6 separate regions of the Mus musculus genome follow, and all the other regions are linked to region 3. A link is a contact called in public HiChIP or PLAC-seq and promoter capture Hi-C data. All regions are on one chromosome and are shown on one strand. Each heading gives the region's core, a stretch centred on a gene start, on an enhancer-like site or on the middle of the called end of the contact. The rest is flanking DNA. Distances are from core to core; before and after follow the strand shown. Region 1 overlaps Fam13a (family with sequence similarity 13, member A). Region 2 holds the start of Fam13a (family with sequence similarity 13, member A). Region 3 holds the start of Ppm1k (protein phosphatase 1K (PP2C domain containing)). Region 4 holds the start of Herc3 (hect domain and RLD 3). Region 5 holds the start of Tigd2 (tigger transposable element derived 2). Region 6 holds the start of 8430415O14Rik (a long non-coding RNA gene).

Region 1 (4,703 bases), core at 1,906-4,405, 1.4 Mb before region 3:
GAGTCAGCTGTCAACAGTGATTTTAGATTGATAGAATGTGTAGTTTCCTAATGATCATCCCTGGTGAATTGTAGCCTTTAAAGCAGGCAGAAAGTGATCCTCAGTTTCTCTTTTCTTCGTTTTCTCTAGAAATGTCCAGAAGGAAGACCGTACTCCAATGGCTGAAGAGTACAATGAATACAAGCACATAAAGGCAAAGCTACGTTTGCTGGAGGTGCTCATCAGCAAAAGAGATTCTGATTCGAAATCCATGTGAAGGACTGGTGGTGTGGATGAATGACAGTTCTCCCTGGAAAGAACAGCTCTGGAAGGCAGCCTTGGAGCTGTACTCACAAAGCAGGCAATCCCCTGCCTCTGACCCATCAGATTGACTCCTGCTTCCATTGCCTGCCTTAGAAACTGCCTGCATGGAAGATACCAGTGTGACCTGACTAAGGAATTTTATAGTGGGAGAGTCAAGACTCCTACACATGTCAATACACACTGCAGTAGGAACTTCACTGACATGAGCAGCGATTAGACACACCATCAGACTCGGCAGATAACCTGTTCTTCCCTGACAACTGAGAAACATGAGGCCATTCTAAAACTGTGACAGGCACAAGCTCAGGACTTCCCTTGCAAAGCCTGCTTGTTGTGGAGGTCCGTGCCCACCCTGGACCCCACCACATGGTTGACCATGTGTTGGCACATTATTTGCTGCCTTGGCCATTTCCCGAGCTGCGCTTATCCACTCTGACAAATCCATTTCCCTGTTAGCTCTCAGGTAGAAGGAGGCTGCATCCATCCAGTGGCGGGGCAGTCATTTCATTGACTAGATCTCTCAACTGACAGACTTTAAGTCCCTGCCTCATACCTGTGTACACTGAGGACAGAGTGACTAAACAAGTAGCTATGCAGATGTTATTTTAAAATCAGGTGACAGCTGAAGAGCCTGAAAACTCTTCAAGACACTGACTGCACTTTCCAGTCTCAGACATTGATGCCGAACACAAAATGCGGCCGGTGTTCCTATGATAACCTGTTTGGGGCTCAATTTTGTTGTTGCACTAGCCAAACAAAGGAGTCTTGCTTCATTATTAGATGAGATATAAAATATTATGGGAGAGAGGGAGTCTGTATCAGTCTCCTAAACTTACCAGAGCATAATTTTTCTACGAAAGTAAATCTGCACTAAAATCCCTAAATGGATGGGGAAGATGTAGCCCTAAGTGCTCAGCTCATTCTCAAGGCAGAATCTAGATCACACCGTTTTCAAGATCATACATAAACAAAATGGTGTGTGGCCCATTTTGATGCTGTGGTTTTTGTTTTTCCCAAAGACTATGTCACAAAGCTGTCTATATTAGACATTTTGGAGGGACCAGGGAACTTAAGACACCCCCCTCCCCATTATTCATCTCTTCTGTGTGCCTGCTGTCATTCCTGTGATGTGTTCTTTCTTTTCATCTACCACGCCCGCCGGAAGAGTGCAGGCTTGGTTTTGCAGCTGTGCAACAGCCCTGTGTCTGAGAGACTGAACTGTAGGCTGGGCAGACAGCAGAGAGACCCTGTTCTGTTTGGAGAGTCACCTTCGAGAGGGCACAATGTTAATGAGAAGAATGGAAAACTGTACCACCAATTACAATGATAAAATAGGTTTGGGGGTCTCCAGTCAGATGATTTTCAGCACTGATTCCCCCACTGTAGCTCTGTCACCAGGAGGCTCTTTCAGTAACGGGTGGGGTGGGTGGAGGATTCCTTCAGTTTTGCTTTTACAAACAATCCCCTAGAAGCATGAGCTATGTGTTGGAAATACTGTTTTTATCCACACACTTAAAGACGATACATAATCCTACAAATTTCAATGTACATGAAAATGTAGTTTGATATTCTTTGCTCTGCTGTTTACATTTGCTATGATTTCCAGGAGTTATACTATGAATAAAATTCTGTAATGTAGGACGTTTTCTATTTTTTGAGGCCTGAACATGAATCATGCACATGACCAAAAAAATTGTATTTTTAAAAGGAAATCCATATCTAGTCTGTAATTTTTAAGTACTTAATCTCCTAAGGAAACTGGAATGACTCAAATCAGCACCAGTTAACTTTTAAAGCACATCTGCTTAAGAGCACTGTTTTGAAAAGAATACACTAGAGATTTCTTCTTTAAAGCTGCATACAAATGAGAAGCTATTAGATGTTTTGAAATCCATCCTTTGCACCAAAGGTAAATGAACTAAGATTTATTCACGACTCCCCATTCAGTTTTATGTGATCAATAAATTACCACGTTATTGGAAAATAAATCATGTATGGAATACCATGGTTTCCTTCATAATTTCTAACTTATTTCCTTCATAAAATGGAGCCCAGATGAAGGTGGGAGCTGTGTTTATGCCAGATCTTCTCGGAAGGCATATTACTCAGCGGTTTCTGGCTCTGCAGGAAATGTGGGGAAAATTGGTTTCCATGGCAACTGTCTCTGCAGCTCTTCATCTCCTAGCACTAGAGGCAGCATCTTAATTGGCCTCGCACAAACAGAATGCTGTAGACTAGGGATTTTCTTTGGGCTCTTGGGAGTGTGCATATATATTAACACATAGCAACAAAAGTGCTGAGGGTTATGTAAGAGTAAGCTTGACTCTGTGATCACAGGGTAGCAGAGGCATGTAATGTTCGAAAGTAACTGTTTTTATCGTGTTTGGTCTGGAGTAAACATCTAATAGATTTGTATATTATTCAGTATGTTGTCGTTATGGCATTTAGTCTTCTTATCATTCAGGTCAGACTTTACTTTTTAAGACTCGGTGGCCCGATGTTTCAGATAAAGGCTCGCTTTGAAGTTTAACAAACCTCTGTAGACATTTTAGAACAAGCTTAGTGGTCCCCGTGCAAGATCAAGTCAGATCTCAAATCAAAAAGCTAGGTTTTTGCTTTTTTTGTAGACTTCACTGTGAATCCTAGATTTCTTCTGGTTGGTTGCCAATTTTTAAAGCTTAATCTTACTTTCAATCAAAAGATTAATATTCACAGCAGATCTGCTATCAGCCATGGCTGGAGCAGAGAGCAATTTCCACTTTGTCTCATTCTGATGCAACACCTACGCAGCGGAAAAAGCCATTTGCAGGCTGGCTCTGCTCTCTGAACCTGACTTGTCTAGGCGAGGACCATTAGAACCAGTTCCTGCTGGTATACTCAACACTGTCTTAGAGCACTGTGGGCTGACTAAACTGTGAGCAGTATTGCGCTTGCAATTCTTTGTAAGTTAAAGACTCAGAGTGAAAGAATAAAAATGGCTCCGATACCCTTTACAGCAGTCTGTCTAGTGGCTTCCTAGTTTTCAGTAGAGGCAACTGGATGTAGCAACCATCAGAGACATAAAAGGAGTGTCATACATTTAAACTTGATTTTCAGAAGAGATTTAATCTTTGGTAAGATGGTGTCGACAGTATGTGCATCACAGAATGCTGTGTGAAAGACTAATTGCAGTCTAAATTCTGTTCTGCTTTCATGGATGTTTCTTCCAGGACACTCACGTCCTCTGTGCTCTCCACCCCCACCCCCAGTGAGGCAAGGTGGAGTCCCTGCTGAGATCAGTACCCATGGGGTGTTTTCTCAGTGTCCATTTGGTTAAAGCAGTAGAGAGGAACAAAACTGTACCCCAAATGCTGAAGCTACTTAGGAGAATCTAGAATGTTTTAATTTCCTTCATTGATATAATTTTGTTCAGTTGACCCTAAAATGCTCTAAAGAGAACATTCAAATTAAAAAAAAAAAAAAACAGAAGGAAGGAAGGGAGGGAGGGAAGGAGGGAGGGAGGGAGGGAGGAAGGAAGGAAGGAAGGAAGGAAGGAAGGAAGGAAGGAAGGAAGGAAAAGAAAAGAAAAAAGAAAAAGAAGCCAATATGTTTTCAAATTGCTCCACCAGCATGGCTACAAATGCTAGCCAACATGGGATGTTCCAAATAAGGGTAATATGCACATACCCAACACTGTACATATCACTGGCAGTGGTCCATGATTATAACACATGTATGAATATAAACGAAGGCCAGAATTGTAGATACACATTCATGTGTATGTGAAGGGAAAGTCTATGTGCATTGACAATTCCATATTATTTTGAAGGTTCATGGTTCCCAGAATGGTGCCAGCCAGGGTCAAGTGCATGGCCCAAGCAATCAGTTTGTTGGCACGTTGTTGAAGCATGAAAAAAAAAATACACAGAAATGGGTAAAATGTCACTAATATGGGCCCCAGAACAATACTTACATGAAATATAATCAGAAAAATATTTAAATTACCAATGTCCTTTAAAAAGAGAAATTGAATTCAAACCATTGTGTACATTTTTTTTTACACATGACTGCATTTTGTATTTAAAAAATAAATTATTTTTAACTGTAGAAGCTCTGAAGTTTGTGTCAGCATCATGTGACTACACTGCTGATGGGGTGTGACCTTTCCCTTCTTGTAGGATCCAATGCTGGCTCATTTGCATCCCTCCGAAGCCTCAGGAGGATTAGGTTTTTGTTCTGTCTCCAGAGAAGGAAGGGCCCTACAAGGAGAGGCAAATTGTGCACACGAGTGTGGTAGTCAGTGCAGAAACTGGAAAAGCAGGTGGTCCTTTCTACCAGCTGCCTTTAGACTATTCGAAATAGCTGAAGGGGTGCAGAAGCGAAGCAAATTCTGCTTAAGGAGAATTCTCTTTAGTTAAGTA
Region 2 (4,521 bases), core at 1,789-4,288, 1.5 Mb before region 3:
AAACCAGAAATTTTCACTTCATTTGGTGGTCTAGGGTAGAATATCAGTAAAGCACAGAACCCAACAGAAATTCAAGGGATAAATTGCCAGGTTCTAGACAGTCTACTGTTAGTGGGAATTCAGCTATTGCTGGATTGGCCTGCCTGGAGACATAGGAGAATGGATAATGGCAATGTAGGCTCTGCTGTGCTTTAGTGCTTGCTTTCTTTGCCTGGCATGTCTAGGTTCATTTTCCTCTGATATAGAATGTTCTCCATTCCCATACCCCAAAATTGCATTGCTTTATACTTATCTGGTCTCGTTTTAGCCCCATGGCACTGTTACATGGGTACTCTTGCTGTTGCTTTTGCCTCTCAGTTACAGTAGGAGAGATGCATTAAAAAGAAAACAACAGCTGAAGTCATCACCTTCTGAGGCTTGTCAATTCCTGTTCCCAAAGAGTGACCCAGCAGATATGATTCATTTGGACAACTTCTATGCAGGTTGATAAGGAGTACAGGTACATTTGCTCCAACCAAATTGTGGTAAGATCCAGCAGCAAATTTTCTGTCCAATATAACAAGTAAGTTCAGTTTCACAGAGCAGAAAATGCCTTTTGTATGTATGCCACATTGGCACAGTATCCTGTGCTGGTTAAACTCACTGAGAAGCTTGCCTAGAAGAAAGGACTTGGAGCTCCCATTTCAGATTCAAGCATGTTTATCTCAATGTCTTCCCAAACCCCTGCCTGGGTCACACTGGCCCCTGACTCTGTGACAAGGAAAAGAAGAAAACAACACAGCTCAAGGGTCAAGTCATTGTGTCCTTAGGGTAAATTATTTCCAACACGGGATGCTGTTACTTATGTCGTGACATAGAGATGTGAATAGTAAAGGCAGCTAATGAGATGCTCATCTGTGGAGAGAACAGAGAGGGTGTTCTGCCTAGAAATCTTCAACCAGTGACTCTAGTGTTATAGTTCTGACTGGGATTCCTTAGCTGATGTCTAGGGGTGGCTGTAGATGTAGCTTTAAGAATGTTTTGCTGGGCATCTGGTGCTTCTGTTTACCTACATACATGCATTCAAAACCAAAACACAGCTAGGGTAGGTCACTTTTCTTGACAATGAAACTATAAAATAACAACAACAACAGCAGCAAAATGATTAGTCCTCTAAGCCTTTGAGAATGAAAAGAATCAGGCATGCTTTTTATTAGTCCCACCAGAAACCCTTAATAGATTTCAAGGTATGACTAGAGGAAAAGAAAATGGCTTTTCTAGTCATAGGCTTTACACTAATCTATCCTAGTTAAAATGGGGGAAATGTATGTCCTCTCTAATCTAAGATCAAAGTTCATAGTTACAAGGTGAACACGTAAGGATTTTTGACTCTCTCTCTCTGTATGTGTGTGTGTTTGTGTGTGGGTGTCTCTGCCTTTTATTTGCAGAAGGTATTCCTTCATGCCAAGGTTATTTTAATAAACTATCAAAACTCTTACTAAAATGTAAATGTTTTCTATAAGCACAGGTAATTTTAATTTGCAATATGTCTTAGTTAGGGTTTCTATTACTGCAATGAAAACATCATGACCAGAAAGCAAATGTGTGTGTGTGTGTGTGTGTGTGTGTGTGTGTGTGCGCGCGCACGCTCATGCGCGCCCTCACACACTATTTGGCTCACACTTGCACATTAAATTCATGATTTAAAAAAGCCAGGACAGGAACTCCAAGAGGGCAGGAACCTAGAAGCAGGAGCTGATGCAGAACCTGTGGACCAATGCTGCTTACTGGCCTGCTCATCGTGACATGCTTACCTCGATTTGTTATAGAACACAGGACCACCAGCCCAGGGTGGCACCATCCACAATGGCCCTCCCCGTCCAGTTACTAATTAAGAAAAAGGTCTTAAAAGCTATTCTCAATTGAGATTCTTTCCTTCTATGTAACTCTAGCTTGTATCAGGTTAATGCGAAAGTAGGCTGTGTTAGAACTTATTAAATTTGCATAATATGAAATAAATTGTACAAGATGTGTTTCTTGCATTGTATGAAGCCTGTGAACTACAATTACTTCCCTAGAAATAGTGAGTGGCCCTGAAGAAATTACAGGGGCTGGAGAACTGGCTGCTCTTCTGGAGGACCCAGGTTTGGTTCCCAGCATGGCCACTTAGCCATCTGTAACTCTAGTTCCAGAGGATTCAATGCCCTCTTCTGGCCCCCTTAGGCAACAGTCACACATGCCATGCAGATGCAGGCAAACACACACACACACACACACACACACACACACACATATGTGAGATACAAAATAATAAAAGATCATTTACAAGCACTTAGAAAATCTTATTGGAAAAATTGGTTTTGTAAAATATAAGAATATATAATAAGAAACAAATCTCTTCCAAGTGCAGTTGACATTTTGGGTAGAATGTAAAAACAACAAACAGAAGGGCCACACCAGTAGATGTTTTGATCTCCTGAAGACCTGAATCCAGTTAGGGCACCTTGTCCTCTTCCCCTTGAGTGATGTCACCAGGAACTGCTCACAACCTAGTGTAAATAAGTATCTGGGGAAGAAACTGTGGGTAGGGCAAGGGTTCAGGTATTTCGTCAGGAAAAGCCTAGAACAATCTGGAAAAGCTTTCTCTGGCTACTGTTTGGGTAGTTTTTATTTGTTTATTTATTTTAGAAAAAAACAAGGTGCAGTCCAACTTGGGCCTCAAAGAAACGGGACCTTAAGGGACGCTGTCTGTCCTTGACACTGCATTTCCTTGCTGGCTTTTCTTGCACTTTGAGCCATGCAGGATTGGGCTCCTCTGCAGTTATTGGTTGCTCTTCACAGACTGACAGACTTGTCTGGAACCTCTCAGAGGAAAGTTTCAGGTTGCTGGGGCTTGCCAAGCCCACTAAGCAGCGAGCAGAGCAAAGTGGGGTGGGGACAGAAGGAGGAGCGGGAGAAGCGGGAGGAGGATCAGGAGGAGGAGCAGCCTTTCACACTCCACTGCTCCGCCTCTGATTGGCTCTGGGTTTCAGCTGCTTCGCTGGAACAAAAGGTCAAAGTGGACTGCAGTGTAAATGTGGAGGCAGCCGATAAATATCCTTGCCTGCAGCTGGAGGTGGAGAGGCAGTGTCAGCTGCAGCAGGTTGTGTGTTCCGCGGGTCCTGCACACAGGGCTTGACTGGAAGGCACTCGGGGATCCCGTGCAGATTCGCACACGAGGATGGCTTGTGAAATCATGCCGCTGCGAAGGTAGTGTTCTCTGCTTCTTATGCTGTTTGGTATTTTCTGGGCAGCGTACTTGGCCAGTGCTCTCGGCATCATTAGTAACAGGCTGCAAACCTTGCAGTCTGTTCTGCACAGTGCTCTTTCCTCAGACCAGATAGAAACATTTAAATAGCGCACTTCTCTTTCACTGACACTTTTGTGTAGTTGCTCATGATTATTGGGTTCAGCTATACCTTCTTTTAAGGGAAGTGTATTTAAGACAATACCTCTGCAAACCGAAGCAAAGCAAACTGAATGGGCTTCCTGGGTCTCCAGGCTGTTAGAGCTCATAGATGGATCTGATTCTCTGCTCTCTAGGCAAGGACTTTCTTCAAGTATATTGTAGTTATCGGAATAAAGGTTGAGAACAATGTTTTTCCTTGAATAATTCTAGGTAGATTGGTTACCCAAATGACGCTTGGAAAAAAATAACAAAACAAAAACAAAAACCAAAAAGGAAAAAAAAAATGCTGTGTAAGAGTGATAGAGCACAGGGTTCTGGCTTTGCTTTTGAGGACTGTGATGGGGGCAGGGGGTGGGGTGTCTCTCTGAGTCCTATAGAAATAAATAAAGGTAACTAACTGTACATAGCCCTGGCTGTTAGGAAGCACACTGCTGGTGAAGTAGACCCGAGTGCTGAGTGCTGTGTGTTAAAGCCACTACAGAAATCACTGAGTCCTGTCCCCACAGAAAGTCTGAGCCGCCCAAGGTCACAGTTCATAGTTTAAAAACTGACTTGTGCTAATCATATGGTTACATCTGAATTGCAATTACTTAGTGATAGTGACATTTGACTTCATATATATGTTTCATTTACAGTTTTCTATGGAAAATGGTATTGTCAAAAATCAGACAGTAATGGCAATTTATTGAAAATACTTAGATGAAATGAATTTACTGAAAAGAAACAATCCCATGTATATTTTGTTTGTGCTTTAGCAACAGAAATATGATTTTAAAAGTGTATCATTTTTGGTAAAGAGATTCCTTCAGGCTGGCTGTGGTGAGAGCCAGTGTGGTTGTTTTTCTTTTGCTGTCCTGACATGTCCACTGTAATAGGAACTTGATGTGGTGTTCAGAGTACCTTATCAGAGAATTGATACTTAATGTAGAAGAAAGTGCTGTGTAGAGTAATCTATAATTCTACATTGATTTGGTGGAAAAGTCCCCATGCTTGAAATTTCTAAGAGAACAAAACTAATGTACACTTTTTGGAGTTTTAATATCTAATTGTTAGGTTGGGAACTTTTGTCCTTCCAATGATGTCGGTCCTCAAGA
Region 3 (4,963 bases), core at 1,619-4,118:
ATTCGGCTCTGCTGTGTTTAGCAAGGAGAGAGAGCCCTACTGAAGCCTGCAGCTCTGAAATGGGGAAAATAAGTAATTTGGTTCAGTTAGAGTAGAATATAACCATGCCTGTGAGATGAGTTCTATCAGATTTGCCTTCGGGCAAACTCTTTCCTTAGAAAAGGAGATGAAAACCAGAAACGGATGGCTTTGCAATTCTGCTTGTAACATGGAATTAGGTAAAGTTACCTTTAGCCTGTTTGAAGTGACTGATACACAAAGCCTTTTGCCAGAAGGCTGTTTCCCAATGGAGCCCAGGAGCAGGCAGAGTATACTGTGAGGTTACTGTAGATAAGGGTCATAGTGACCTATCGCTCACTTCCTCCTCCTAAATTCTCCAGTAAGATTTGTACGTTAGGAGAGTAAAGTCTCTGTCTACAAGCTACTATGACTGGATGGATGTGCCCTGGACCACAGGAACTCGCTCCCTCTCCTTTTCTTGTTGAAAAATACCAAAGCAATCTGCAAGAGAAAGAGATCTGCTGAGATCACAGACTGACAAAGGCCACATTTATACCTCTTCACATAGCACAAAATCATCATCAGTCCTAAAAACAGAACAGGCAACAAATCTCACCAGAAAGTCTATAAAAGAAAAGGCCTGGGTGTGTAAATGCTTCAGAATTAGGTGGTGCTGTTTCTGCAGTGCGTGTAGGAAAGACATCAAAGATGCTCTAGAGAGAAAGGCTCTGGGCAGTACTGCATAGTGAATATGAGTTCAGTGTCTTCACACTTACCTCTCATGAGAAAGAAGCGGAGAGCCTGGCTATGAAGAGAGACATAGCCAAGTAGTCCCAGTTCAACCTCTTGCAAACTAAGTGCCTCAGCCCACTTTTTCAGTCTCTTTATCCAGTTTCCTTAGTTACAAATACAAATGATAGTAATTAATTTTCTTTGTTTTTTTTTAAAAGATTCATTATTTTTAATTATGTCTATGGGTGTGGTCAGTGTGTAGGTATGTGCCTAAGAGGGCTGATGTCCTTGGAGGCCAGAGGCATTGAACCCCCAGAGTTATAGGTTATAAGCTGCCCTACACATGAACTGGGAATCAAACTACAGCGTTCTGGAAGAGTAGTATGTGTTCTGATAGCAACATGAAAAAATACATCTTACACATACGTTGTTGAACCAGAGAAGCCAAACAAACAAAAAGTATGTGTAGGTTATGGTTTAATACATACCAAGTGTAAAGACAAAATTAATCTACTGTGTTAAAAGTCAGCGTGGAGGCTGCCCCTGGACAGAAGCAGTAATGGGATGCCCGGCAGGATGAAGGGTCCCTTGGGGACTAAAAACATTGTTTCTTGATCAGGTGCTAGATATAAAGTCAGGCTGTATGTTGTGAAGATCTCTTGAGCCACACTCAATATGCACACTTTTCTGTCTATATGCTGGATCCGGTAACAATTTCAAGAGCTTTATGAAAATTGATTCTCTATCCAACATAAGCCATTGTTAGATTTAGTGAGTCACTAACACAAATATCACTGTCGAAACATATTATTATTAAATGCACTGGGTCTCCAGATGCTCTTGGACCAGGAGGTGCAACTAGGCAACACAACTTAATTATTAATTTTAAGAATATTTTTAATTAAAACTTATTCCATACATGCATTTTGAGCAATTCTTTCCCCTTCCACAATTCCTTTCAGATCCTCCCCACTTCCGTACTACTCACTCAACTTTATGTATGTTCTCTCTCTGTCTCAAAAAAAAAACCCAAAAACAAAAAACAAAACAAAAAAACAAAAACCCAAAATCAAAACAAAAACAACCCAATTAAGACTTAAAAAGTGGAGGTGGGGGGAGCTGGTGAGATGGCTCAGCGGTTAAGAGCGCTGACTGCTCTTCCAAAGGTCCCGAGTTCAAACCCCAGCAACCACATGGTGGCTCACAACCATCCGTAATGAAATCTGATGCCATTTTCTGGAGTGTCTGAAGACCGCTATAGTGTACAGTGTATAAATAAATAAATAAATGAATATTTTTAAAAAGACTTAAAAAGTATCAAAACAAAACCAAAACACGCACACATAAAAAATCATGGAGTCAATTTAGTGTTGACCAGTATTCCTGTGCATGAAACCTGCCCGGGAGTGTGCTGATACAGCCTGAAAGGCATCTGCTATTGTCTTCTGCTCAGATCCATCCTGCCTTGACTAGATTCAGCGCGGTAAAATCCGCTGCCCAGTGTTCTCCAGCCACACCTGAGCCGTTCCCTCTTTAGACGTGATTTGTCTTTTACTGTTTATTTGTTGGCTTGCTTCCTCATCTTCCTTATTAGACCGAAGGTTCTAAAGGCAGTTATCTGATTATTTGAATCAGTTTGGACCCCCAGATCCAAGGCAATGCTTCCTTCAAAAGACGGAAATCTTTTTGGCATGCAGGATAGTCGCGAGCCATCCCAAGATGCCTGTTAATGCAGTCCGAAGAACATTGGTTTGTGATTTGTCAAAGAACACTGGATGACGTACAAGTGCTACACTCAAGCAAAGCGTGGCTGTCCGAGTCTCGATTTCTTGGGTCAGAGTTAAGATAACTTTGGCAGAAGTGAAACTCCCTCCTCCAGTGGCTGGCGAAAAGCAAGGTCCCTGGTGCCTGATTCGAGGCCGCCAGGCCCATCAGGAGGGCGGGGCGCCAACGTCGAACAGCTACTGGCCCACTTTGACGTCGCTCTACGGCGTTTAATTGGCAATCTGAGAGGTCAAATTGCCTGTGCAGGAGGCTCGTTCCTATCTAAATCTGTAATTGGCTCAGATTGAGGGCGGGCAAAGAGTCTTTCAGAGCACCAACTGGCTAGTGTTGCTGTCAATCATCGGAAATACACTCCTCCGGGTCTCCATTTGGCCAGCTGCGGTTGATTTTTTTTTATTTTCCGAGAATTTCCAGGAGTGGAAGAGACTGTGGCTTCCCTAATTGCTTGTTCTGGAGATCATAATCAACAGAGAAGTCAGTCTAGTTTATCATCCAAGAAATCCTTCCCTTCCTTCCATTAGCCAATTAAGAAATTTACAGACACCTACCCATCACAAGGTAAGAGCCTAAGGAGTTTAATTCGCTTATTCTCCTAGGTTGTTGACGAGACATTGGCGGTCTCCGGAGGTCCCCGGGAAGGCGAAAGAGAAATATGAAATGAGTTCCTGCAGCTTACTCTGTCTGAGACCGAGTCCCACGCGCATCTCTCTGGGTTCGATGTGCTCCCTTTTTCTGGAAGTGGAAAGCAGCTGCTCTCGCCTAGGCCCACGGTGGCTGCGCCCGAGCATCCGGCTCCCCCAAAGCAGCCTTGGTCGGCCTTGAACTTGACCTCGGGCTGATAGTGAGCCCCAGGGAAGCAGGGATAGAAAGATGGGCGGGGTCCCAGGGAGAGAATGAGAAAGCTAGCAAAGATAACAGAACCCTGATTCACTGCAGCGAGACCCTTTGGTGCGCTCCTGCCCGCGAGAGCAGGCATAGCTGCCTAAGAACTTGGGATGCCAGATCTCAAGAGCTCAGGAGAGTGTTGTCCTGCCGCGTCCAGCTTCGTTCAAGGCCAGCAAACCAGCCCACGATTCTATCCAGCCCAGGCTTGCAAAGGGACTGGTGTAGAGAAGGATTGCGGAGCCCTGGTCGTTTGGATCTGAGAGCTTGTGTTTTGCTTTGCTAGGAGAGCACTGTATCTTAGGGGCATGTGGCTCCTGGCGCAGGTTTTCGCAGACGCTTTCTGTAGATGAGAGAATTTACCCGGAGGAGACAAAGATTGAGGCTCTGGGTAGAAATAGCTAGGAAATTTCGACTCTCAAAAGCTCCACCGGTTTTCGTTGTAGGAGCTGCAGGAATAGAAACTGCGAAGCCCCCAACCCCCAATGTGCATGTCAACCCGGCAGAGCAGATGTAGCCTCTGCTGGACCTGTGCCCTGGTGAGGAAACCTGGGGCTCTCTTGAGATCGAGATCTGCAGGGCTTGGCGGAAGGGGCTGTGTTGCCCTTCTAGTGTGTGTTGGAACTTGTGGAAATTGGAAACCAGCTCACCACACTGTATGACAAATGTCATAAAATAGGAAGCTTTGGATAATGGGCTCTTGTTTATAATTGTTTTTCTTGCAATCCGAGTCTCTTTTTCCTTGTCTACATCAACCCACCCCCTTCACAGAGTTGAGTAACACTTACTTTTCAATACTGTATTCTCACTTCGCCTATGAAAACAGACTCTCACATACAACCGAAGGGAGTTATTGACCGTTTTGTTGTTTTCTTTTCTCCAGTAAACTAACATTTCCTTTCCTCCTAAAAGGCGATAAAGGCATCAAGAGTGCGGATTTCCTAAAATACATTTCTGAGGTTTTCAGATGATTTTAGTTGTTTATTGGGGTGCACTGGGGTTTTGTTGTTGATGGTGGTAAAGAAATTTGGAGTTTAAGAGTGTTAAAAATCGGGCCGATGATGTTGCTTGACCACTAAAGGCCTCTGCCTGCTTGCACTGGCCTGCACTTCCCCCGGGCTCACATACATGTATGTATGCATACATACATATCAAAAATTATCTTGTGTTTCCATTATGGAAAAATACCAAAGTGCCACTTTCTAGTTACCTCACCAGCTTCCTGGAGGGAGGAAACTCCAAGCCCTCTGCTGACTGCCAGAACCCTCAGTCAGTTAATCCTGCCGAGTTCTTGTGTAAAGTGATAATAATAAACTTCCCCTTTGAATAGTTTTTGACATTCAGATTCCAGTGCCAAAACCTGCTATCGAGATAGGACTCCTTTTTCCAAAAATGAAATTGAAAAAGCTCAGGGGTTAAACTGCTGAGCAAGTAAAACATCTGAGAAATATGAAAAGGAAAGTTGGTGCAGTAGTCTTGCATCTGCATGTGTGGGTCCTTGTGCTATGAAATCAAATGGTGACTGGCAAACTTCACAAGGCCCATGAGTTGAGACTGGGTGTTA
Region 4 (4,709 bases), core at 2,052-4,551, 1.3 Mb before region 3:
GACTGCAAACCTATCCTGGGTCTAGATCTAAAAACTTTATTTAATTTACCCTCTGTCACGCCGAGGATCTAGAACACCCAGAAGTCTTATTATGCACAGCTGGTGGGAGTTTAAGTTGGCAAAACCACTTTAGAAACCTCAAGATTAGCAAGATTAAATCACTTGCCCAAGAACATGTAAATAAGGAGCTGAAATAGAACCTTCCGAAGTCAAAAGGCAGAATTCAAACTTCCTCTCCTAGTCTACAAGCCATACTCTTAAGCACGACACTGAACCGTGTTTCAAACAAAAGCAAACCAAATCACAAAAACCACACTCTCTCTAAATTTCGTAAATATGAGTTTAAAGACAAAGTTGCATATGATCAAAATCCATTATAAACATAAAAATGTGATAATAAAACTATTACTATATGTAATTAACATATGTTAATAGAACCCTTTTAAAGGAAAGTGTAAAAAGACAAGCTGTAGGCAATAAGAGAGCGCATATTCGCTAAATCATTGGCAATTATACAACCAGAACTTAAGGCAGCCAGAGGGAGAGGGCGAGCAAGCAAGTCTCAATAGAGTTAACCAGACTGTCCTCTACAACCTTGACTAATGATAAAACCAGCTCACCTACACAGAGACTCACACCCTTAGAACCAGCATGTGTCATTTCTGAATGTTTTACATGTTTAAGAGCACAGTATTGTCAAAGGGGCCATCTTACTGAAACAGGTTTGCAAATCCATCAGAAATGGCAGCTGAGTGCTTCAGGACCAAGTAACTATGGTTAAGTGGCTACAGAGAAAGACGGCACTTAAGAGGGTGAAGTCAGGAGCATCAGTTCAAGGTGGTCACCAGTTACACACGGAGTTCAAGGCCGGCCTCGGCTACATAAATATAATATATCCAGTTCTTAGAATGAAGGAGGAAGGGGAAAGAATAGGAGGAAGGAGAAGCTGTTGAAGCAGAGCCCAGAAATTAGGTCCCCTGCTTTTTGGACTCACCTTTTTCTCTGCACTGCCTCAAAGCAAAGGGAAAGCATGAAGATATGTTGCTGTCCCTCACCATGCAGCTATATCCCTCTGGGCTTTTAACTTTGTTTAATCCTCTTATCAGATCTGAGCATTAGATATTATCACCATTTACAAGACCCGGGGGTGGAGGGTAAGGGTGGGGGGAACTAAGACTCAGAGGCCTTACGTTAACTCACCCCTCACCATACACTAAGGCATTTGGACTGTCCCACCTCTGCTTCGGGATCTACATGTTAAAAGAAATGACTTCCGAACAGGACTCTGCTAAGTGCTTAAAAATACATAAGCCTAGAATGATTGTGCACACCTGTAATCCCAGGGCTAATAAGGCTGGAGCAGGAGGATTACTGAGAGTTCAACATACGCTTGGGCTATCCTAACTTAGAGGCCAGTCTATACCATATAGCATGACTCCACCCCAAAAAGAAAAAGGGGAAGAAAGGCCTGAGTAAACTTCTGAAAGGAAGAATGTGTTTAGCCATTCAAGATGGAACGTTCTTCAGTGTATATCAGGATAAGGGTTTGGTTAAGATAACCTCAGTCCAACCTTGATCAAGTTAGTCACCTTTACTGTGACTAAAGTCATAGAGAGAACCTTATAAAATTCTTGCCACTTAATAGGGGTAGTAAATTTTCACTACCTTCAAATCTCTTATATAGATAGATTGAACAGAAATTATTGAAAAAAAAAATAATTCAATTTTGCTGTTCACTTCTCTAGGTATCTTTCACAGCTAGCTAGCTAGCTACCTGACCGCAACTGCTACTTTCGTTTCTCCCTGTTACCATATCCTCTAAGTGCAACACAAGAAGTCACAGACAGGCACCTCCAGTCACCCAAATAAAGCAAAGGGGAGCATTAAGATGTGATAAGATCACCCACGGAGCAGCTATGTTAGTATGAGCCATTATATAGTCTGTGGTCCTGAATGAGTTTCAGACATCATTTCTACCTTCGTAAGAGAATCCCTTTCAATTAGGAAACTATCACTTTTATTTCTGAAACTGGTGCAAGGTTGTTTGTCTCCAGCTGGGGCGCTCCTTTCATTACTTACACAGACGGTTTTAAGTGGTTATACAGATCTTAAGAGATTCAAGTTTGTCCCGCAACATGAAATGCAATACCCAATGACTTCTACAACACAGTTTAGAACATTTTTGGACTCCTGGTTCTTTTTTTAACACAATGAAACCCCACTACTTACTGAACAAGTCCAACTGGCTAACAGTGAACCATGCTTCTATTTTTCACGACAAAGGAGTTTTGCATCTAATTTGATTCCTGCAGTTTAACTTCTCAGATGGGGTCAAAACTGGAGTAAGCCACCGATTTTGTTTTTCTGATTTATATCCGTGGAAAGGAATAAAAAAAAGAAGAAGAGACACTGTCATTTGCCTCTGAAAGTACCACATCGCTCTGGCTGCATTTTAAAATGCTAATCCTTTTTACTTCTCTTTCCTGTCTTTCCAATCTAAAGCTAAAAATCAGTTCACTTTATCAAATTATCAAATGAAAGGTTCTAGAAATAGCTTCCTATTTGTGGAAAGAGACAGAAGGCACATAAAAAATGGAAGATATCACTTGAATCGTCCTCCCCCAAAGCACCCCGGATGAGACAAATCCCAGTAAAACCTTCGACGCCTTAGGTAAAATTTAAGGCACTTCCTAGTGGGGCAGGTGTGAACTCTAAAAGAAAACAGCCAGGAACAGCAAAGTTCAAGCATTCCTCCCCTGGGGCCCCGAGCTGCACACGCTCCCGGCAGCAGCACGAGCGAGTCTCCCCAGGTCCAGCCCTTCAGTCCACACACCTGCTCCAGGGTCCAGCCGTCGGCTCGGCCGCAGCGGCGTCTGCACCAGACACCAGGTCCCCGAGCCCCGCCCGCCAGCTGGGTGGGAGGAGCCCGCGGCCAGCCGCAACGCGAATTCCCCTGCCGCGGCGCCGCGATGCTCTTCACGCAGGGAGGTCACCCGCCGCCCGCGGCTAAGCGGCTAAGCAGAGCCGGGAGGCGCCTCGGCGACAGGGAGCTGCGGACAGCCCAGCCCCCTCCTCCGCGGGTGCGGCGGGCTCGGTGCCCTGAGATCCCCGCCCCGCCCGCACCTGCACCCGGGTCCGCAGCGCCGACCCCGCGGTCGCAGCCCTCAGGCAGCTCGGGCCTCCCCGGCCTTCAGCGTCACAGTAATAATGAAGTTTCCCCCGCACTCCCGCGGGCGCAGAATGAGCTGGGAGACCGACTTCCCGCCTGGCCAATGGTGGCGGCGGCAGCGGGGCGGGGCGCGGCGGGTGCGGAGAAGGCGGGGCGACGTCGGGGCGGGAGGGGCCGGGGAGGTGACCGGGAGGGGGCGGGGAGGTAGCGGGACTCCCGGCGGGGAAAGAAACCTGGAGGGGGCGGGACCTAGGGCGAGGGAGGTGACAGGGAGGCGGTGGGATCGGCGGCTGGGAGGTGACTGGAGGTTGAGGGACCCACAACCAGGTGTGGTAGACAGATGGCAAGACCCTGGACCCAAAATGGGAGAATGCAGGAGTAACCTTTGCTGGAATAAAATTGCTTTTCGCCAGCGAGGATGCAAAGGAGCGATGCCCAATGGTGTGGGGGTTTTGGTCGATTGGGTTTGTTGCTTGCTTGCTTGGTTGCTTGGTTGGTTCCTTTTGGTTCTGAATTCAGGTTCTTATTATTCATGCAGAGGTGAGAGGGGGAACTGGGACTGGCATGGTGAGCTGTAAGGTGGCTGCCAGAGCAGAGGGTAGTTCCAAATCCCTGTCACTCAGGGGCCAAGAACTGCGGGCCCGCAGTGGTGCAGAGTCAGGCTTGACTAGAGAGGAGAGCACACTGAAGAAAACAGAAAGTGTGAGAATCACCAATTCTAAAACCATAAAGCCCCACCTTTGGTCTAAAACTCCCGTGGGGGACGGGGGTCTGGGGGTGGGGAAGAGTGGATAGAAGTTTCAGCTCCACTTTCCCAGGCCTGTAAGAGGATATTCAAGCTTTCTTCTTCTCCCAAGGCCAAAAATGCTCTCAGCTACGGCTCCTCTCATCTTCAAATAATCTTCAAGAAAACTATATGGTAACAGTAAACTGATGTATCTGCCTGCCTTGAATTTGAAACGCTGAACATGGGGGCTTTAACCCAAAAGAATGTACAAAATTCTCCAAAAACTAGTTTAAGGTGAAGGCATGAGCCCATATCAGCATATACAATCCTGAGAATATGTACAAACAAGCACCTCTTAAAGGGACTCCTCAGTACATCCTGACTTATCCATATGTAACAATAACAAAAGAGACCATTCATTTGAAGGGGAGCACATGAGAGATGCTTAAGGAGTGGTAGTGCTATATTTTTATTTTAATTAAATTTTAAAAGGAAAATGACTCTAAGTAGAAGAAATTTCATAATCTGACATATCCAGAATAATTCAGATCTCATCAGGTCTTCAGGCTTTGAAAACCTAACATATTAACCAATAGAAAAGAAATCTCAAGGACTGATAGATTCTGAGGATAGGGCAGGAGACTGGTATATCCTGAGAAATACAACAGTGCCCTGATATGTCCTCAGGGTAAGGCAGTGCCCTGATGTATCCCAAGGAATAAGACAGTGCCCTGATGTATCTTGAGGCTTATGGCAGTGCCTCAATGTATCATAAGGATATGGCACTGTCCTGGTGTATCCTGAGGAATAAGG
Region 5 (5,111 bases), core at 1,232-3,731, 1.7 Mb before region 3:
CGATGCTCACACTCGGGTTTTCCTCATTGCCAGGGAAAAGTTTTTTCCACGCTCTGGTTATGGTGTTTGATCTTATCTGGTTCCAGGCTCTTGATGCCTCATAAATTGCATCCAACACAGTCAAATTCTTCCAAAATGTTTTTGGGTCATTTCCTTCATCCATGTACTTCTGGATAAGTCCTGCTCGGTAATATCTTTTGACTGTGGTTAGAACTCCCTGGCTCATAGGTTGAATTAGACTTGTGACGTTTGGTGGCAAATATTTCACAATTATTCTGCCATCATCTGAGCTCAGCAGTTCTTCAGCTGGATGTGCTGCAGGAAAATCCAAAAGTAGTACTGCTTTTTCTCGAAGCCCTTTGGATTTCAGATGCTTCTGCACCTGTGGCACAAAGCACTTTTCAAACCACTGTTTGAGAACAGATGGCTCGATCCATGCACTTTTTTGACTGAAGTAAGTGACAGGGAGGTTTGAAAGGTCAGTACCTTTGAATGCACGGGGTCTTTTTGCTTTCCCCACAACACAGAGATTAAGCTTGTGTGAACCTGTGGCATTTGCACAACACATAATAATGATTCTTTCTCTGCTTGTCCTATATTCACAAGTACTCTGGTCCGTGTCAAAAGCCAATGTCCTCGTTGGTAGACATTTCCAGAACAATCCAGTTTGGTCAGCACCATAAATCTGTTCTGGTAGGAGATTTTCTCTTTCCACAAATTCCTGAAAGTTACCACAAAATTCACTGGCAGCAGTTTCATCCCCTTTTAATTTTGTGCCTTTCCCTGCAGCCTTTGGAATACCGTGGCGCTGCTTAAACCTAGTAAGCCAGCCAGAAGAGGCATTAAAATCACCCTCCATGCCCAATGCATCGAAGAAGAACCTAGCCTGCTTTGCACAGATCGTTCCAGACACTGGAATGCCATCTGTTTTCTGTTGATTAAACCATTCTATCATCACTCTGTCAAGCTCCTCATACGTTGACGACTTCATGGATTTACGCTTGGACACCCCACTAGTTGGGTCTGAACTGTTGGCATAGTTTATAATTCTCTCTTTGTTTTTTTTAATGTCACGAACTGTGGATTCACCAATTCCATACAGGACAGAAAGTTTTTTGAAGGAGTTGCCTTCTTCAAGCTTCTTAATAATGTCAAGTTTGTCTTTAATTGTCAGGACCACACGTTTACGTTTCCCCAACATTTTAGTCTAATTATTTTAGACAATTAACAACTTAGATTTGAACACAAAGAGACCAGAAAATGGAGGCTTAAGAGTCCTCAGCTGTTCCCTAAGACTTGGATGTTATAACAATTTTCAACGAAAGTCCGAGTTTTTCCCTTTGCATTTTAGAACTTAACCTGTTCCTATGACAACGAATAGCTCCAGATAACCCTTGTTTCTCTTCTTCCTCCTTGCTCTTTTCATTAAATTGCAGCCTTACTGAAAGCTCTAAGTTGAATCAATATTGTCCTACCGAGGTTTCTAAAACATTCTCATGATGATCAATTTTTGCCATTACCATGGGTCTTTTTTTCTTTTTCTTTTTTTCTTATGCTACGTTCAAGAAAACAGTTTTACTCGGGCTTGCACACTTAACAGACAGAAACACGGAGCAGGAAGCCTCACAGCCTGACTGTTGATGTCTGTGTCAGACAGCCAAGTGAGTGAACGCTCTCTTCAAGGCAAGGACTCTTGATGAGTACCTATGAAAGTCACAGCGAGCAGAGGTGAGCTGTCTCACCTCTTAGAATGTAAGTGGACAGGCAAACAACTCAGTACTTTAAACCAAAAAGAACTTATTGCTAATGGCAACTGAAAGGGAAACAGCGGACAAGTGATGTCACATGATTCAAGAAAGGATAAAAAACTTCATTGGTGGAAATCAGGACCCAAGGCTGCAACTAGGGGGTGGTAGGCTGGGTGAAGACCATACAGTAATCCTGGTGCAAGAAGATCTCCATGACCACAGAAGTAGCTGCTGGGGTGGTAGAGGTACTCGAGCCTTTGAAACCTATAGGAAAATACCAAACACGTTTTCCTTTCAGTATCAGTCCACCGTATAACTCATACCTACCCCTGCAACTGTGTCTAGGACATTGCCACCTATCAACCTGACAGGTAATAGACAAATAACGCTCGCAGGCACCACCCGGGAGCTGAGAGCCTACCTCCTGACACTACCAGGGCCTCTCCGAGACCGCCGGCCAGCAAGCTCCGAGCCGGACGCTGGGTGAAAGTCGGAGGCAGAGGGTCACGGCCGCAGCCCTACAGCGAGCGACTGGTCACCAGGCGCGCGGGACGCCGGGAAGCAGGGTGCGGGCATCGCTCCGCCTGACCGGCCAGAACGCAGAGCCAGCAGAGGAAGTCCCCAGCGAAGTCGACCCCGCCAGCCACCGCAGAGCGAGCGCGCAACGGAGCTGCGCGGCCGAGCCGGAAGGCAGGGGATTAGGTGCGCGCGCGCGCCCCCGCAGGAACGTGTTGTCGGCGAGGGGCGGGATGCGCGGGCGAGCCCGCTGACGGGGGCGCGGCTTCTGGGGGAGGGGCGGGGCTTGGCCAATGCTCCGCCTCCGGACACCCAGCGTGTGGCTCACGGCTGAGACCAGCAGAGGGCGACGCAGGGTGATTCTAGGTGGCCGGACTTTGCAGATGAGAAGGGAATAATAGCAAGGTTTTCTTTCTGGTAAGACTCAGGGAATATTTTAAGGCCCTAATGAGTTTACAGCTGTAACCTTCCAGGAATCTTCCCTCAAGGACTCTCTTCTGTTATCTTCTAACTAACAGGTTGTTCTGTTAGTATCATTTGGGTAATTTTCCTATATTTGTGTCCAAGGAAGTGAGAGTTGTGCTGTTTTGAGGATCATGTTGTTTTTTTCTTTTTTCTTTCTTCAGTAGCTTAAGATATATTTTAATCATGTTTACAATGTTACAATTTAGTATTGATGTTTTATGAAGTTAAATTATTAAATGAATAGTCTTAAATCCACTGTGGTGTTTTGTTTTGTTTTGTTTTGTTTTTTGAAAAATTATATAATTACCAAAAGCCAAAAATCAAATATTTGGAATACCTACTGTGAAATTTAAGAGATTAAAGGTTGTACTTGATACTTGTTATTTTTCTTAAATCTAGTTATCAAATGTAAAAATAAAAAGGCCCAGGGAGTGCACAGAGCCTCTTTGCCCTCTTCTGCGGCTGCGGCAACACAGAGCCGGATACCAGAGGCCAGCCAGCATGACGGTCGGCACTGATGACCTTAATGCTGGTGCAGGAATATAAGGACCACTTCCTGCTGTCAAAGGGGAATTTCAAGACTTCCACCTGTATCCAGTCCCAGCGTAGAGCCCCTCTCTTGCATAATAGTTTTTTAGGTGGTGTTGTTTTTAAATCCTTCTTCCACAAACTACAACCTAATGTGGATTATTCTGTTTCAGAAGAGGTTGTTTATTTGTTTGTTTCTCTAGAATTCTAGCACCAGGAGAGAGGGAAATCAAACCAAGCATTCATTCACTCTGCAGAGAAAGAATGTTGATTACTGGCCCTCTTTTGTCTCCCAAGCCTTCTCTGTGCTGCTATTCTCAGAGTCCCACCCTTCCACTCTCTGGCCTGCTGGATGGAAATCCTTTGATCTTTGATCTATCTCTGCTGTCCTATGGATGACTTTGGACAAGCCCTAGTTTTGCCTGAAAGTAGACTTCCCATAACTCTCACCCGCTTCAAGCTTACAAGGAAGCAATCTGAGTGGTTCCAAATGACCATTCCTAGTAAAGAACAATTTCATTCATATTGCTTTTAAAAACTTCCCTTCTCCCTTCTCGTTCTTAAGGAGTGCGCAAAAACACTCGCACCTGTTCATTCCTTAACAGAGGAGAACTAGCTTTCAGACTGCCAACCTCATAGAAATCAGGCTGTTCTTAGCCAAACGGAAGTTTGCCTGGCTTTCCTCTCTTCCAGCCTCCTGGGGTCACTGTGGCCTATGGTATTAAAGAAGAAAAAATGAAAAAAAAATCCTGCCTTGCTTGCCCATCCCACTTTTGGAAGCTAATTTCCTTCTCCATAGTGTGTTTGATGAGTATTTGTAGAATCTACCCCCAGTCAATTGTTTACCCCTTCTGTAACCTCATGAAGAACAAAAGCCAGATGCCGATATCATAAAGGCTGTCAAGCCTCTAGAACCCTACAAGACCTGTGACCACATGAACTACCCACGCCCTCCATGAGGGAATATTAATAGAGCCCTATTTTGTGGGTGCCTTATGAGCCTGGTGAGCATCTCCTTCTCTCTATGAACGAATAACATAGTCTGAACCTCAGCTGCTTTCTTCAAGATGACAGTGGTAGTGCCAAACTGGAATGTTACAACTGCAGCACACACACATGTGCACACACATGAACTGTCATGGGCATGCTATGTCAAAAGCTTAGACATGTATTGTCTTTCCACAGGGTAAGAATTTATTAAATAATAATGATTACATAAGGCATCAATTTGCTATGTAGTTATGATTTCCCTTGATTATTGTCAGTTAGCAAATATAGGTTCTCTTATTCCATTCTTTTTTTTTTTCCATTTTTTATTAGGTATTTAGCTCATTTACATTTCCAATGCTATACCAAAAGTCCCCCTTACCCACCCACCCCCACTCCCCTACCCACCCACTCCCCCCCTTTGGCCCTGGCGTCCCCCTGTACCGGGGCACACAAAGTCTGCGTGTCCAATGGGCCTCTCTTTCCAGTGATGGCCGACTAGGCCATCTTTTGATACATATGCAGCTAGAGTCAAGAGCTCAGGGGTACTGGTTAGTTCATAATGTTGTTCCACCTATAGGGTTGAAGATCCCTTTAGCTCCTTGGGTACTTTCTCTAGCTCCTCCATTGGGAGCCCTGTGATCCATCCATTAGCTGACTGTGAGCATCCACTTCTGTGTTTGCTAGGCCCCGGCATAGTCTCACAAGAGACAGCTACATCTGGGTCCTTTCAGTAAAATCTTGCTAGTGTATGCAATGGTGTCAGCATTTGGAAGCTGATTATGGGGTGGATCCCTGGATATGGCAGTCTCTACATGGTCCATCCTTTCATCTCAGCTCCATACTTTGTTTCTGTAACTCCTTCCA
Region 6 (4,892 bases), core at 403-2,902, 1.4 Mb before region 3:
GTGACTGATGTAATATGACTGCTTTCCAGTAGACAGGTAACAACTTCAGAATATCCTAGAGCATATCAGATATTTACATTATGATTCATAACAGTAGCAAAATTACAGATATGAAGTAGCAACAAAATAATGTTATGGTTGGGGGTCACCACAACATGAGGAACTGTATTAAAGGGTCGCAGCATCAGGAAGGTTGAGAACCACTACCCTAGAGTATAAGACCTTGGTATTTCTTGTAATGTTACTGCTCATTGTGACTGTATTGAAGTATTGTTTTGTTCACCATGTTAAGAACTGCCAGTCTTCATGCTTCACTCAAGAGAAACAGAATAGCACAAAAGCACCAGGAATTCCCTGGGTGATCTCAAAGTGGGTCAGACAGCTACTAAAAGGAGATGGAAGGCTTAAATAGCTCTTTATTTTAAGTATAACATCTCCTACATTAGTGAATTCACTTATGGTTTCCAGATGTTTTTGTTGGTTTTTTTTTTTCTAATTAATGATAGGATAACTAAAAATAAATGTTCATTTACCCCCAGAGAAAATATTTTGTACAGATCTATGCTACATGAAAAGTACATTTTCTAGTAAAAATATTTAAGCACAGTCATTTATGATTTCCTGAACGCTAGAAGAGCTATAACAGCTTAAATTACAATATGCCAAGAGAACAAGTTACAAAGACAATTTTGTTGCAAAAGAATTCATTTAACTGCCATTTTAAACACACACACATACACAAAAGAACTTAGCTTAAATATCTGCATTTTAGGGAAGGTTTTTCCCTTCCATCATTTCCTAGCCAGGTGTGAGTACCACCAATGGCAGAGCCAAATGCAGCTTTAGTATTCAAGGTTAACTGAATAAATAGAAAAACAATGACAACTGCGTATTTTTAGGATAAAATTACACATCCCCAACTTGCCAGCTCTTACTTTTACTCGGAGGGAAGATCATTCTCCCTGTATCCCTGGCTTGTTTTCAGGGTCTGTTTCTCACAGCTAGCTGAGATGAAACACCAAACCCCAGCCATTTGAATTTGCGCAACAATGTTTTAATACCCAGAGAGCGCCTCCATAAATAGTCTGTTCTCCCCACACTCTAGAGAAAACAGCCCCATTTAATCGATCTAAGCCTGAAGGCTCAGAAGACTGTGGTGGCCCCAGCTTCTCCCTTTCCCTTGCAGGAATGTTTACCTAAGCGGCAAAGCCACCGCTTGCCAGACACACCATGTTGCTGCCACAGCCTTAGCAACCGTGGCCAGCTTTTTGTTGTTGTTTACCGTCCGATGGGCCATGCTCCTTTAAGAAACATAAACTCCTTCTCCTTCTTTCCGGTCTTAGTCAGTAATCACTCAAGACCTGTCAGCTGCTTGGAGTTATCTGGAGGAGCAGCCTAAGGAAATCATCTTGCCTCTCCCCTCCAAGAAGAAAAGTTAAAGGCTGGCAGATGGACAGTGGCTATTTGCATGAGAGTAGCCAGATAGTGCCCAGGGGGCATCAAGCCCTGTTTTTTATTTCTGCAGTGGAAATGTTAGCAGCTGTGGCTTGGGAGGTTGCATTTAGAAGGCGTGGATTGATGCAAATGTTTTTGCATTTTGGTGAACAGTAGCTATTAGGGCACACTGTGCTGTTTTTTTCAGAACCCCACGATGAAGATTCAGGAGCATCCCAGTCTATCTGACACCAAACAGCAGAGGAATCAAGATGGTGAAGATCAGCAGGAGAGCTTTGTCCCAGATATGCCCCAGTTGGACCTGACAGCATTGTGCGATGAGAAGACCTGGGAAGGTAGGTGATCATCTGCAATCTGGGTTTTGCATTGCAAAAGCATATATGAATAAGTATATACAAGGTTTGTGACCACATGCCTGTGCAGATCGGAGTATGAGCCATGCATGCAGAAGAAACTGGGTTTCTATTAATAATAATTTTTAAAAAGACAAAATCCCTTACCAGGCATAGGAACATGCTGTTTAGTGTTGCCAAGGGTAGTTGCAATACAAGAAAGGAAAATATGCAGGCTCTTTGTCCTGGTGTCACCTTGCAGTATATTTTTAAGCCACCAAGAGTGCTGCCCTGATTGTGGTACACTCCAGAAAATCAGCCACCCACCATCTCACCCACTACCCTCATGCCTTAGCTAGCCCCTGCTACCCACCAGCCACACTCCACTACATTATTCACTTCCTGAAGTATACATTCCAAGTTTTTAAGAAAGATATTCTTCTTTGCTTCTCTTCTATCTTTTAATGTATACATTTTTTTAAAAATCTGGTTAACACATCATTGGGAACATTGATTGAAAGCAGTTCTTTGCTGAAGACCTCTGACATGGTTTTAGCTTGTTCTTTTCTAGAGCCTTCTGATGAAGACATCAGAAATTTACTCTGATATCTGAAGAAGTGAGCTTTCTCTCAACTATATCAAGGGAGGGTTCAAGCTGCCTCCTCTATCCCTCTGTCTACACTCAAATCTGTGTCACTGTTCTAGTGTGTGCCTGAAGGCCATAGAGAGAAATGGGCTCCTGGCTTTAGTAAGGCAGCCGAATGCCCATAATGACTTAACAGAGTCACAACTAGGAAAAGCAGCCCTGCTTGTGTGGGTATGCCCTGTCCCAATCCTTGCCCACTCCTCAGTTCTCATCTAATCATCAAAAGTCCATGGGAAGAGCCCACAGGGTGAAAGGCTATCCTACTTATTGTCCTGACCTAGGGAGCTCTGTGAGAACAGACCGCTTAATTTTCATGTTTTCCCCCTATAATCTAAGAAACCTGTTTTGGTTGTTTTCATATAATTAGGCAGCAGATCTGAAATTTTCTCAGATCATTCCAACTCAAAATATTCAGAGAACAAAAGAGGGCATGGTTGACTTGCTTCATGTGAAATTTAACTAGTCTATTTCAGGATATCTATTGGTTTGACATTTATTTTTGACCACTTTGAAATAAGCATATGTCTTTTTAATCTATAAATTGGCAACAATCTAGCTTCTCTAACCTTAAGAGTCTTAGAGAGATCACTGTTGCCCAAATAAAAGCAAAAGCCCAGATAAATAAATACCGTATTTGAGTTCAGTGGTATGGGCTATTATATAGCTTTTAAATAAAAAGAAGAGTCTGAATCCAGAATTCAAATGAGCTACTGTCTCTTCCTTGCTCCTCCCCTGAAATAGACTCAGTTTGATTATTTCTCTTGGTTAATCACAAATGTAAATTTCTCTCTCAACACACATAACTTAAAATAACCCTGAACAAGCTCTTCAGAGTGGTTAGAAGCTGATGTAGAGCTTCATAGAAATCATTCCAGGAAAGAATTTGTCTGCAGAGAATAAAAGTGTAAAGGAAGCAGCATTTTATTTAGAAGGCTGGGCAGGATGTTTTCCACAAGGTTAGAAAAATACACCTTACAGGCTGGCTTGGGCATGAGACTTGTGTTGGTGAATTGCTGTGACTATTCTCTTTTTTTCCCCATTATATTTGCATTTGTTGTTGACCTTCTACAACTTTAAAATCTACAGGGATTTATTTTTCAAGGTTCTTTTGGCAGTTTGGTTACTGATCTCACTAACCCCTTTAAAACTACATATTTTAATTTCCAAACTGCTTTGTAATAGGAATATGGCCATAAGTATAGTCAAAATAAAGGAACCAATGTGTAAAGCTAGGTTAAATGACAACAATGAATTTGATGGTTACAATATCATCTACGGCTTCTTTAAGAAATGGAAAGATGTTTTCCTAGTAGCCAACAAACTTCACACTAGTTTAAATTATGCCCACATAAGCAAGACAAGAAAATATAAAGGTGGAAGCAATAATCACGAGACTGTAAGACAAATATCCACTCTCAGCCTCCATCCCCCTCAAAGAAACAGTGTAGAAGGACACTCTGGGTTTGTGTGACTGCTCCCTGACCTGGTCACAATCTGATGTGGAGCCAGGAAGGGTCACCTGATATGGGGTGGCCTGAATGGCTGAGGTAGAAACCCCTGCTGTATGTGCTGCGGAAATAGTGTTCTCCAAGATATTAAGCTTAGGATAAAGGAAACAATGAAAAGGATTGAAATGGTAAGTAGATTCCATAGTCTACAAAACAAAACCCTTGAAAAGTAAACACAGTGTCCATCGCATCGCTTGCTAGCCTGCAGTCAGCCGTGCCTTTACCTTTTAAGGTACGTTATGTAATCTGTCATGCGGTTATACTTTTTGGTGTTAGGGTTTCAACTCTCCAAAGTTAAATGAATACATAAATAATCAAAGGCATTGTTCTGATATTGAAAGGTAATTAGAATTGTGCAATTAAAGGGCATGTTGATGTGTATGATATTTAAACATAACTATTTTATTTGCCCTGAAATTAGGTTAAAAGAACACTTTGACCTGGGAATGGTAGCTCACACTTACAATCCCAATGTAGGGAGGCTTATAATCCCAATATGTGTGAAGCAGCAGAATCACCATAACTTTGAAGGCAGCCTGTGCTACAGGGTGAGACCTTGTAGCACAGGCTGGCCTTGGAATTACCAGTGTGAGCCTCCACAAACAACAGAACATTTAAAAAAAAAGTCACAAAATGTTTAATTTTTCTCAGTTGTTACAACGGACAACAATTTTGGAGAGAAATTGTATTTAAGAGTCACGAAGAGAAACTGGTGAGATGGTTTAGTAGGTAATAGCATGTATTGTTCATACCAAGGACCTGAGTTCAACTCTCAGCATCCACATTACACAGCTTACAGCTGCTTGTAGCTCCAGCTCCAGCAGATGCCCCCCCCCCAACCTCAGGCACATGCACATATACAGACATATACACATGTACATGTAAAATAAGCAATAATAAAGATATTTTTAAAGAAGAGTCATGGAGAGGGGTTGGCAAGAGGGTTCAGTG

The links. Promoter capture Hi-C pulls out the DNA fragments that hold promoters and counts their contacts. HiChIP or PLAC-seq counts read pairs in DNA pulled down with a chosen protein or histone mark. Capture Hi-C pulls out chosen DNA fragments and counts their contacts.
Region 1: a promoter capture Hi-C map of hippocampal neurons shows a contact between it and region 3, with 4 times the contacts expected there. The contact joins the enhancer-like site here to the promoter of Ppm1k in region 3. A contact is called at or near these places in 3 of 39 promoter capture datasets (hippocampal neurons, liver and pre-B cells) and 1 of 115 datasets of contacts at active chromatin or transcription factors (astrocytes).
Region 2: a contact with region 3 is called in an H3K27ac HiChIP or PLAC-seq map of microglia, with 6 times the contacts expected there. The contact joins the promoter of Fam13a here to the promoter of Ppm1k in region 3. A contact is called at or near these places in 4 of 39 promoter capture datasets (the 3T3-L1 cell line, cranial neural crest, liver and 1 more), 1 of 484 Hi-C or Micro-C datasets (cardiomyocytes) and 2 of 115 datasets of contacts at active chromatin or transcription factors (microglia and pancreatic cancer cells).
Region 4: a promoter capture Hi-C map of liver shows a contact between it and region 3. The contact joins the promoter of Herc3 here to the promoter of Ppm1k in region 3. A contact is called at or near these places in 3 of 39 promoter capture datasets (cranial neural crest, hippocampal neurons and pre-B cells), 3 of 484 Hi-C or Micro-C datasets (CD4 T cells, cerebral cortex and embryonic stem cells), 8 of 115 datasets of contacts at active chromatin or transcription factors (astrocytes, cardiomyocytes, embryonic forebrain and 5 more) and 2 of 9 other capture datasets (adipose tissue and liver).
Region 5: a contact with region 3 is called in a promoter capture Hi-C map of pre-B cells. The contact joins the promoter of Tigd2 here to the promoter of Ppm1k in region 3. A contact is called at or near these places in 8 of 39 promoter capture datasets (the 3T3-L1 cell line, the C10 cell line, hippocampal neurons and 4 more), 1 of 484 Hi-C or Micro-C datasets (CD4 T cells), 2 of 115 datasets of contacts at active chromatin or transcription factors (astrocytes and thymic regulatory T cells) and 1 of 9 other capture datasets (adipose tissue).
Region 6: a promoter capture Hi-C map of hippocampal neurons shows a contact between it and region 3, with 3 times the contacts expected there. The contact joins the promoter of 8430415O14Rik here to the promoter of Ppm1k in region 3. A contact is called at or near these places in 4 of 39 promoter capture datasets (the 3T3-L1 cell line, 3T3-L1-derived adipocytes, hippocampal neurons and 1 more) and 1 of 115 datasets of contacts at active chromatin or transcription factors (astrocytes).

What each region holds. Positions count from the first base shown.
Region 1 is chr6:58,931,138-58,935,840 of GRCm38.p6, reverse strand. Fam13a (family with sequence similarity 13, member A) reads left to right here. Exons shown (of 18, transcript NM_153574.2): 18 at 130-2,305. The coding sequence ends at 256. Among named protein-coding and RNA genes, the nearest start is that of Nap1l5, 26 kb to the right of the region's middle. Within about 2 kb of position 3,155, at least 82 of the 459 cell types and tissues checked have an H3K27ac peak or open chromatin away from gene starts, as enhancers often do. A contact at or near this core is called in hippocampal neurons, where this site is marked.
Region 2 is chr6:59,023,019-59,027,539 of GRCm38.p6, reverse strand. It overlaps Fam13a (family with sequence similarity 13, member A), which reads left to right and starts at 3,038. Exons shown (of 18, transcript NM_153574.2): 1 at 3,038-3,228. The coding sequence starts at 3,200. It overlaps Gm52905 (a long non-coding RNA gene), which reads right to left. Exons shown (of 2, transcript XR_003956447.1): 2 at 2,630-4,521.
Region 3 is chr6:57,533,392-57,538,354 of GRCm38.p6, reverse strand. Ppm1k (protein phosphatase 1K (PP2C domain containing)) reads left to right here and starts at 2,868. Exons shown (of 7, transcript NM_175523.5): 1 at 2,868-3,075.
Region 4 is chr6:58,830,057-58,834,765 of GRCm38.p6, reverse strand. It overlaps Herc3 (hect domain and RLD 3), which reads right to left and starts at 3,301. Exons shown (of 26, transcript NM_001361966.1): 1 at 2,834-3,301; 2 at 2,230-2,364.
Region 5 is chr6:59,206,240-59,211,350 of GRCm38.p6, reverse strand. It overlaps Tigd2 (tigger transposable element derived 2), which reads right to left and starts at 2,481. Exons shown (of 2, transcript NM_001081145.1): 1 at 2,170-2,481; 2 at 1-2,012. The coding sequence starts at 1,201.
Region 6 is chr6:58,961,959-58,966,850 of GRCm38.p6, reverse strand. It overlaps 8430415O14Rik (a long non-coding RNA gene), which reads right to left and starts at 1,652. Exons shown (of 4, transcript XR_001785268.2): 1 at 1,197-1,652. It overlaps Fam13a (family with sequence similarity 13, member A), which reads left to right. Exons shown (of 18, transcript NM_153574.2): 8 at 1,643-1,790.